Regions from separate parts of the Sus scrofa genome. Here region 1 is linked to region 2. The links are chromatin contacts, called in public HiChIP or PLAC-seq maps. All regions are on one chromosome and are shown on one strand. Each heading gives the region's core, a stretch centred on a gene start, on an enhancer-like site or on the middle of the called end of the contact. The rest is flanking DNA. Distances are from core to core; before and after follow the strand shown. Region 1 overlaps STIM2 (stromal interaction molecule 2). Region 2 overlaps TBC1D19 (TBC1 domain family member 19).

Region 1 (4,269 bases), core at 615-3,114, 220 kb after region 2:
TTGTCACTGCCTCTTGTACAGAAGGGGCATGGTGCATCCGTGCAGGTTTATCTCTGCTCTCCTGTAGGTCTAGTATATCACATAGTTATAATAAGTACACTGATTATTTGAAAAAAAATTATTAAAAGGCCAGAGCTTGTATAATAGGAGGGATGTTTCCATATTTTGTTTTGGTTTTAGATATCTAATACTTTTTAAAATAAGTGGCTCTGTGTTGAGATTCTATTATACTCAAAGATTAACCATCTGTAATTCTCTTCCTAGGCCCTCCTCATAATTGGATGAAAGATTTTATCCTCACTGTTTCTATAGTAATTGGTGTTGGAGGGTGCTGGTTTGCTTACACACAGAATAAGACATCAAAAGAACATGTTGCAAAAATGATGAAAGACTTAGAGAGTCTACAGACTGCAGAGCAAAGTCTCATGGACTTACAAGAGAGGTGAGTAGGTAGAAAAGACTCTAAACCTTGTTATTTGTGTGGGGAAAATACAGTTGGTGAATCTGTAATATGGGCATGTACCTACACATTTGTATGTAGGTTGGTACATCAGGAATGGTATGTACACCTCATATTTTTAGAAAAGTATCACATTATCATAATTACAGCTTTATTCTAAAAGTATGTGGTAGGGAATAAATGGGTGGAAGACCAGTGGAAATAAATATCGGTAGAATTGTGTCATCGAATTTTATTTTTAACATGATTTAAATACGTATGATTTTCCTAAAAGTCTTCTTGTGATGGGCATTTCCCCGCTTTCCCTGTATTTCTCACTCAAGGTGGCCAGAAGAGCTACGTAGCAGGCTACCTGACGTTTTTGTTGTCCAAGTTTAAGACTGGTAAAAAAACCAGTGCTACGAATTCGGATTGAAACATGTATCCTATTGCTTGATACATATTTATTCTTCATTTAAAGTGATGAAATTTTGGAAACTTTTGTGAGGAATTTTCATTTTTATTGTTCTGTAAGGCTTGAAAAGGCACAGGAAGAAAACAGAAATGTTGCTGTAGAAAAGCAAAACCTAGAGCGCAAAATGATGGATGAAATCAATTACGCAAAGGAGGAGGCTTGTCGGCTGAGAGAGCTAAGGGAGGGAGCTGAATGTGAATTGAGTAGACGTCAATATGCAGAGCAGGAATTGGAACAGGTATTTCATATTTTAAAAAGTATTTGCGAGGGTATTGGTATTGCCCGCTGAGGCGTTTTTCGGGGTTCTGTTCAGTCTCCTGCATTTAGTTCCGTCATGTATCATATGCTCTTCCCTTGTTGGCAAGAGAGCCGTCTGTTCATATTGTTAGCATTGGTCAGTGTTCATATAGCAAAATAACAAAGTACCCACTAAAAGATGAAGTTGCCATCATGTTCAGTCCTTCGTGAAGCCCTGTCCCACGCCATGTTAATTGTCCTAAGTGATTTTAAGGTGTTTCCCTAACCTAACATCTATAGTATGTTTCCGTTTCTGGCTATAACCTAGTACAGTATATCTAATATTAAACGTCTGCAGATGTTAAGAATCTCTATGAAATATCCATCTGAATCCTGTTCTTGGTTTTAGAACATAATCTGCCACAAATTCTGAAGTTGTCTAAAACATACCCTTTCTAATATCTGCTTCTATTGTGCATTTACCCAAGATAGAATTCAGGCATTGCACAATCCTTCAGAAAAGGAGGGGGGGGAGGTCCTGGGAGAATTTAATTACAGGCACTCATATTAGTTTTATAATTCTGCTATAAAAAAAAAAATCACCACAAACATAGTGGCTTAAAACAACACACATTTATTATCTTATAGTTCTTGAAGTCAGAGTCTAAAATAGGTCCTCAGGGCTACATTCCTTCTGGAGGCTCCAGGGGAGGATCTGTTTCCTTGCCGTTTCCAACTCCTACAGGCTGCCTGCATTTCTTGGCTCCTGGCCCCTTCCTTCATCTTCAAAGCATGTCACTCCAACCTCTCTTTCCATGGCCTAATCTCCTTCTGACTTTGACCCTTTCTTTACTGATAAAAAACTGAGGAGCAGAATGAAGAAGAGAAAACTTACTCGAGTTAATGGAGAGTGACTCACTCGTAAAGCAGGGCCCAGAGCCTAGGTATTCTGCCTCCCACTTTGCTTTGTGCACTGTTGCCTTCTCAGTCAGGTATTAAATAAGAAATAAAACCTAGGTAATGGAGGAGTTTCAGTTTCAACTCATGAGAAAATGTTCGGGGGACATTACTACTTCCTTCAAGATTGTCACTTTTGGTAGGAATTGTCTGACTGAATGCAGCTGTCTTTTGTTAACTGTTAACTGTTCTTTCTTTCATACCCCAGACATCATCTGTTTTCTGGTCTTTTCCACGTAAGGAGTTTGTTCTCTAAGCTGACTCCTCGACCTATTTTGCACTCAGGTCGGTTTACCTGATAAACCTGGTCTGTACAGAATGTAGTAAAGAACCAAGGAGTTAAGAAAAAAGGCCCAGCCCAAATGAGACAGTGTCTCAGAATTAGATACGGTGGCCTGTGGTCCTGTGAGAGCCCCATGCCTGTTTCCACCGAGACTTCACCTGAAAAGCTTGTTAGCTGTTTTTCTGAACTTTGGAGATAGGAAAGCAGTAGGAATTCTGTAGAGACATAAACTGATAGCAGTATTTTACAGGAGACCGCCTCACAGTGAGGGAAAAGCCACAACGTAAAGAAGGACCCCCAGAGCACAAACATTCTGGTATGGGGCTTGGGGCGCAGGGGGCCTGCACACCTCAGGGAACCCGAAGATGACGGCGAGGTTATATGCCAGCACAAATGTAGTCATCCTGGTGAGATCCCGAGTCAGTGAGGGTGGTTTAAAGGAGAGAACTGGGTATTTAAAAGCACCTCTGTCCAACATGAGTCCAGAAATAAGGAACCCAATTTTATGAGGGCTTCCTCTGTGCCAGAAGTTTATGCTATGCACAGCGTTACAGATGGTTTGCTTATAAATTGTCATCCTCACTATACGTAAATATTATTCTCGTTTACAGATGAGGATGTGTAGAGGGGTTAAATAATTTGCCTTAGGTCACACAGCTATTATGTAGCAAAGGCAAGATTACATGTATCTTGTTCCAAAGTTCATGTTTTCCCATACTGCTATTAAAAGCTTTTGTTTATAGAAGTGAGTTTAACTGGAAAATTAATTTTCATGTAATGTCATATAATCCACAGTTCCACATAGTTTGAAGAAGCATTTCTGTATCTTGTCTGGAGGGTAATCAGCCTCTCAAAATTAGAAGGCAGGAAAATCTGGTACATAGTTGGTATAGTGTTATTTTCCATAAAACAAAAGCTTTGGGGCGAATAATAGTACCACTTTATATTTTCTGTGGTTTAAATACTTCCCACATAAATTATTTTGTTCTTAAAAGTCTCAAGAAGCCTAAAGTCAGGGCAAGTCATAGTAGCCCTGTTGTACATGAAACAATCAGCCTCAGAAAGTAAAAAACTTGCCGAAGGTCACAGAGGTTATAAATCAGAAAGTTGGGTCCAGAAGCCAGGTTTTCAGATATTTAAGCTATTTGTTTCTGTGACATCATGTTTTTACTTATTGCTGTTCTATGCCTAAGACACAAAAATTATATAAACGATTATTACCAAATTTTTAAATAATTTAATAATTCCTTTTTAAAAGCTATTAATGACTCAATTTTCATTTCATCTATTTCCTTATAAATAACAATGTAATTCAACTGAGGGTTGGAATTCAGGTCAAATGATAAACTCGTGAATACTAACAGAAAATAGTTGCTGTTATTAGAAGGTCCGAATTTAAAATTTTGAGTCATTATGTGATATTCAATCAAAACATTGGTCAGCCTCAATTTATACCAGACACAGAAATCTATCAGTTCTGTGTCACATGTGTTCATTGAGCTCTTTTAGGGAAAATAAATGTATGAACATAACATTTAGGAAAATCTTTCTGATTAAAGGTGGAAAACATGAGCGAATTTATTCAGAGTCTCTGTGTACTTGCTTGGCAATGAAAACTGAATAGGAATCTTAGCTTTAAAATCTGGCGAGAGAAGGAGCCTGTGACCTACACTTTGTAGTGTTATGTGGAACTCCAGGTCACAGGACCTGCGCTCAGATCCTCCTGGATTAGCAGGGACAGCACACAGCTCAGCCAGCCCTCTTGTAATGAGCATAGCATTGCCCCAAGCACATTGCACGGGACTCCTGTCCTCAGCATTGTCCTGAGTGCTGTTTCACCTTTGCTGTTAACATCTGTATCTGGAATTGTTTACTTCT
Region 2 (4,624 bases), core at 1,315-3,814:
TGGCTCAGCAGTAATGAATCCAACTAGTCTCCATGAGGAGGTGGGTTCAATTCCTGGCCTCATTCAGTGGGTTAAGGATCTGACATTGCCGTGAACTATGGTGTAGGTCGCAGATGTGGCTTAGATCCCACGTTGCTGTGGCTGTGGCATAAGCCAGCAGCTATAGCTCCAATTTGACTCCTAGCCTGTGAATTTCCATATGCCCTGGGTACAGCCCTAAAAAAAAAAAAAAAAAAAAAAAAAAAACCAAAAACAAAGACAGGCCCTGAGGTTCTATGATCCAGATATGTCACCAGTTTAACCCTAGTCTGTCTTGGTGGTTTCCAGGAAAGTCTATTTCCCCTCCCCTATTCTTAGTCCAGCCAGGCTTATGGTATCAGCTCCCGTGAGTTGTGCAGCAGAGTGTAGGCAGACATCCATTCTTCCCTGGACTCCTCTTAGTGTTCTATTCCAGGCCCCTTCTCACCTGCTACCTAAATCCAAGCTGAGACTGAACTTCCCTGCAGAGTTGACATCTCATCTCTTCTGGACTTCAGTTTATACTGAATTCAGAACTTTTTTTTTTTTTTTTTTTTTTCTTGCTAACAGTCTCTGACTCCTGCCCTGGTGGCTAAGTTTGCCCATTGAGATATTCTCTTAAGCCAAAAGGAATTCATCCTTTTTTCAGGCAGCCACAAAATCCATCTCTCCCTAAGCAGTTTTTATAACAGATATAACAGAGGGCAACTGTATGGTAACACATAGGGCACAGATTTCTTATTCAGTTATTTTGCTTCTCCTTTGTAAAATAGATGCAGTTATTTTTCAGCATTGAAACTATCAGGAAATTGAGATAAGTATTACAGGGTTATCACAGGGACCGAGAGCAGAGAATTTGGCAGAGTGCTGCTTCCAACCATCTCCAGTTGTGTGATATTGAACAAAGTATCTAACACGTTTCAGTCTTTGGTTCTTTACCCAGTGATTGCATTGTGAAGGCACGTCTGTGGGCCATTTGGAAGTAATGCTTAATCAAAGACTCTTTTCTTGCAAAAGATTTTCTAGGTACCATGTCAACATATTTTTGAATGTCAAGAGGTCTAGAATAATTATGTGGCATTTTGAAAAGGACATTAGAGTAATAATAAAGTGCCATGAAGGTAAATGTTGTCCCTGGTACATTCAGAGATACTATTTACTGGTGTTTTTAACAGCTCCTAGTATTTCTAGCTCAATAATTGTAGAGTAATAGAATAATTTCTATCTCAATTGTTTTTAAAGTCCAGGCAAATGTGAGTTAGGGGAAAATGGTCTGCCATCACCTCTTTGGGCTGCGTGGCAGTGATAGATACAATCTAGAGATGGAAGGAAGCCCACAGGTCATCAGGTATAACTTCTTTTAAATATTTCCGACAGGCAGTTCTCATCCTCTGAACATTCGGTGGTAGGTAATCCCTGTCTTATGAAGTAGCCCGTCTTGTGTCTAGATCATATAACTTGTTAAAATGTACCACCACTAAGCCAGGGTCACCATGGTGTTTTTTCTACTCTCTCACCCACCCCCTTTCCCCAACGTCTTCTATTTTCCGGGTTAAGTAGTCTTGGTTTTTTGCTACCATTTCTCAGGTAAAAGGACTTCAGATTTTCTACCAAGTAGCTCTTCTGGGTAGGTCATAAATTTGAAGGCTATTGTATGTACCTTTTTGTATCATTTCAAAAAGATATACAGAGCATATTAAAGAAACGGGTTCAGTGTAACCAAGTGCCTTCTGATAATTATGATTTTCCGAAAGTAGAATGAGCTTTTTAACTGTTACCTGCAGGGTTAAGAGGTTTTCTATATGAAAGAAATGTTGAATTGGAAGACCTTCAAGGCCTCTTCCAATTTAAATTCTCCCATCCTGTCGCTTATCACCTGTCAGCAAACTAACGTAAAAGAAATAAACGAATGTTGAATGCTGCATTTGCTCTAAGCTAGGCACTCTGCTGTGACCTTAATACGTTAATAAAAACGTGATTGATGTGTAGGTAGAAATGCAGCCACACCATTACATCCATTCCCTTTCTCTGAGTGTTTAAAAAAAAAAAAATCCAAAGAGAAGAGATATAGAATATCTAGAAATGGAATTAGACTGAGGCAGTTCCTACCATGGAATTCAGATAAAGAGCCACAGGGTAGGTAATTGCATACAGACGTAGGTGAATTCGTTTTGATTATTTTATACATGTTTTGGTCTGAATATTGGGGACCACCTTTTTTGCCCACGTCAATTTACATAGTCTTTAGAAATGTTTTAGTAAATACTGACTGGTTTTGATTGCAAATTAACTAGGGCCTTTTGAAGAACAGTTTAAAGCACAGGTATCTTAATGTTCACGACAGAGTTGCTTAAAGTAATGAGAACAGTCTAAAGGACCAGATGTAAATATGTGAGTTTCTTTTTTTCATATGAAGCATGCTTTTAGTTGAAAATATCCCAAAGCGTAGACCTTTTCTCCTTGGCAAAGAAACCTGCTCTGCGGAAGGGCTGGGCAAACCAAACATGAGCAAAAGGAAAGGAACTTCTGTGATGTGACACCAAGATAAATAAAGGTTATGAGCACATAAGCGTTGTGGATGCTGAAGTTAATTAGTGAACTGCGCTTTTATTCTCCCTCTTATCTACCTTTGGAAAAACTATTTCCCACCGTGTAGAACTCTTTCCTGCTACAGCAGAAAATTTGACCATCCTGTCCAGCTTTCACCAGCTCAGTGAAATTACACACAAAAAAGGAAAGAGGGACCACACCCCTTGCTTCTAAAATGTCTCCATTGTCATATATGATTCCAGATATGAGAAAACGATACAGAAGTTGCTGGCCCACAGAAATGGCTTTCTTTGATATTCTTGTGAAAATGGAAGCTCAGGGATGTTAAAGTACTTAAGTTTTTCTCCATTTCAATTAAAGGATAAATTCTTTGCCCCAGATCTCTTCTATCCCTTGTTACATATTAAATAATCCCAGTTGATTTGACTTTTCAAATTATTTTACCCTTACCATCTTTTTCCCCCAGCATTTTCCTAACTAGTTTTAATGCTTTTTTGCCAAACTGTCCACAGTCTGCTGTCCTGTCAAAAAATGCCTTTGCTCCCCAGTCACTGGTTCCACTCTGCCTCTATCTGGGGCAATTAAGAGGCCTGGATCCTGACTTCTACTCCATAGGCACAGCCACCTGCTAGGTGGGTCAGAGCCCAGGACCACCAGGGTGTCATCCTTCAGGCCATCTCTCAGGACAGAAGAGAAGACAGTTCTTAGGAAAGCACACAGATTACCGTGGCAGGAATGAGTCATCGTGCTTACTTACCTTCAGTCTCAGGAATGTCATCACTTACTGTTTAAATGCTTGGCTTCTAGAGCCAGAGTTGAGTATTCACTCTACTATTTTCTACCTGTGTGACTCTATGTCATCCAAGCTCCCAGTGCCTCAGTTTCCATGTTAGTAAAATGGTACTTAACTCATAGAGTTGGTATGAGAAATAACTGCTGTTATCGTTATTCCCATAGTAAAAATGTATTTAAAATGTATTTGCATTAGCTATGCAATGTATGTAGGAATAGTCTTCCAAATAATTTTAAAATTCCTCACCATGTATTACCTAAACTTCAAGGACTTGAGAGGTAGGGAATGAACTGCCCCCACTGGTAATGAAAAAAGGGGGAGGAGTCAAGCATCCTCTCCGTACAGTACCGTCTCCTTGTCAGCGTTTCCTAAACCTCTTAAATTGTTCATGGTGACTCATTCTCTTCCATGAGCTTTATGGTGGATTATATAATAAGACGTAACACAGAGTTTCCGTCGTGGCTCAGTGGGAACAAATCTGACTAGTATCCATGAGGACGCAGGTTCGGTCCCTGGCCTTGCTCAGTGGGTTAAGGATCCAGTGTTTCCGTAAGCTGTGGTGTAGGTCTCAAACATGGCTCGGATCCTGCATTGCTGTGGCTGTGGTGTAGGCCAGCGACTACAGCTGCAATTCGACCCCTAGTCTGGGAACCTCTGTATGCCTCAGATGCAGCCCTAAAGAGACAAAAAAAAAAGGGGGGGGACGAATGTGAGCATTACTCTCTTTTCATATGCATGCAATTAATGCAAACAAAAATCCAAATATTTTCTGCTTAATATATATTATTGACCTTTAAGATGTTCCATAATAGTTTGATTTGTTTGTTGGGCTTTTTTTCCTTCAAAGTTTCAACTTCTTTTTCCCGTAGGCAACATTAATGTAAATATCCAGATCAACCCACAGGAGCCCGCCCCACAGACATATCCGTTTATGACACTCTAAGAAAGTCAATGCTGAGTATAAAAATATAAATGTAACAAAATGGTATAAAAATATTTTTAAGAAAGACTTTATTGCCAAAATTTTATTAGGATATCTCTTTGATCTATTTGAAACATCATTTGATATATTTAAAAATTCAGTCCACATATAACTTTTCAGAAGCCTCTCCATTGCATCAGTAAGAAACACCTACATCAAAATAAATTTATGGGAGTTTCTGTCATGGCTCAATGGTTAAGGGATCCAACTAGGAACCATGGGGTTGTGGGTTTGATCCCTGGCCTCGCTCAGTGGGTTAAGGATCCGGCGTTGCCATGAGC

Evidence for each region. HiChIP or PLAC-seq counts read pairs in DNA pulled down with a chosen protein or histone mark.
Region 1: an H3K27ac HiChIP or PLAC-seq map of skeletal muscle shows a contact between it and region 2, with 4 times the contacts expected there. The contact joins two enhancer-like sites. A contact is called at or near these places in 1 of 47 Hi-C or Micro-C datasets (skeletal muscle) and 1 of 2 datasets of contacts at active chromatin or transcription factors (skeletal muscle).

Annotation. Positions count from the first base shown.
Region 1 is chr8:20,586,352-20,590,620 of Sscrofa11.1, forward strand. STIM2 (stromal interaction molecule 2) reads left to right here. Exons shown (of 15, transcript XM_003128897.6): 7 at 265-442; 8 at 975-1,152. Among named protein-coding and RNA genes, the nearest start is that of STIM2, 130 kb to the left of the region's middle. Within about 2 kb of position 1,865, at least 4 of the 83 cell types and tissues checked have an H3K27ac peak or open chromatin away from gene starts, as enhancers often do. A contact at or near this core is called in skeletal muscle, where this site is marked.
Region 2 is chr8:20,362,552-20,367,175 of Sscrofa11.1, forward strand. All of the region lies in intron 20 of TBC1D19 (TBC1 domain family member 19), which reads left to right. Among named protein-coding and RNA genes, the nearest start is that of STIM2, 91 kb to the right of the region's middle. Within about 2 kb of position 2,565, at least 5 of the 83 cell types and tissues checked have an H3K27ac peak or open chromatin away from gene starts, as enhancers often do. A contact at or near this core is called in skeletal muscle, where this site is marked.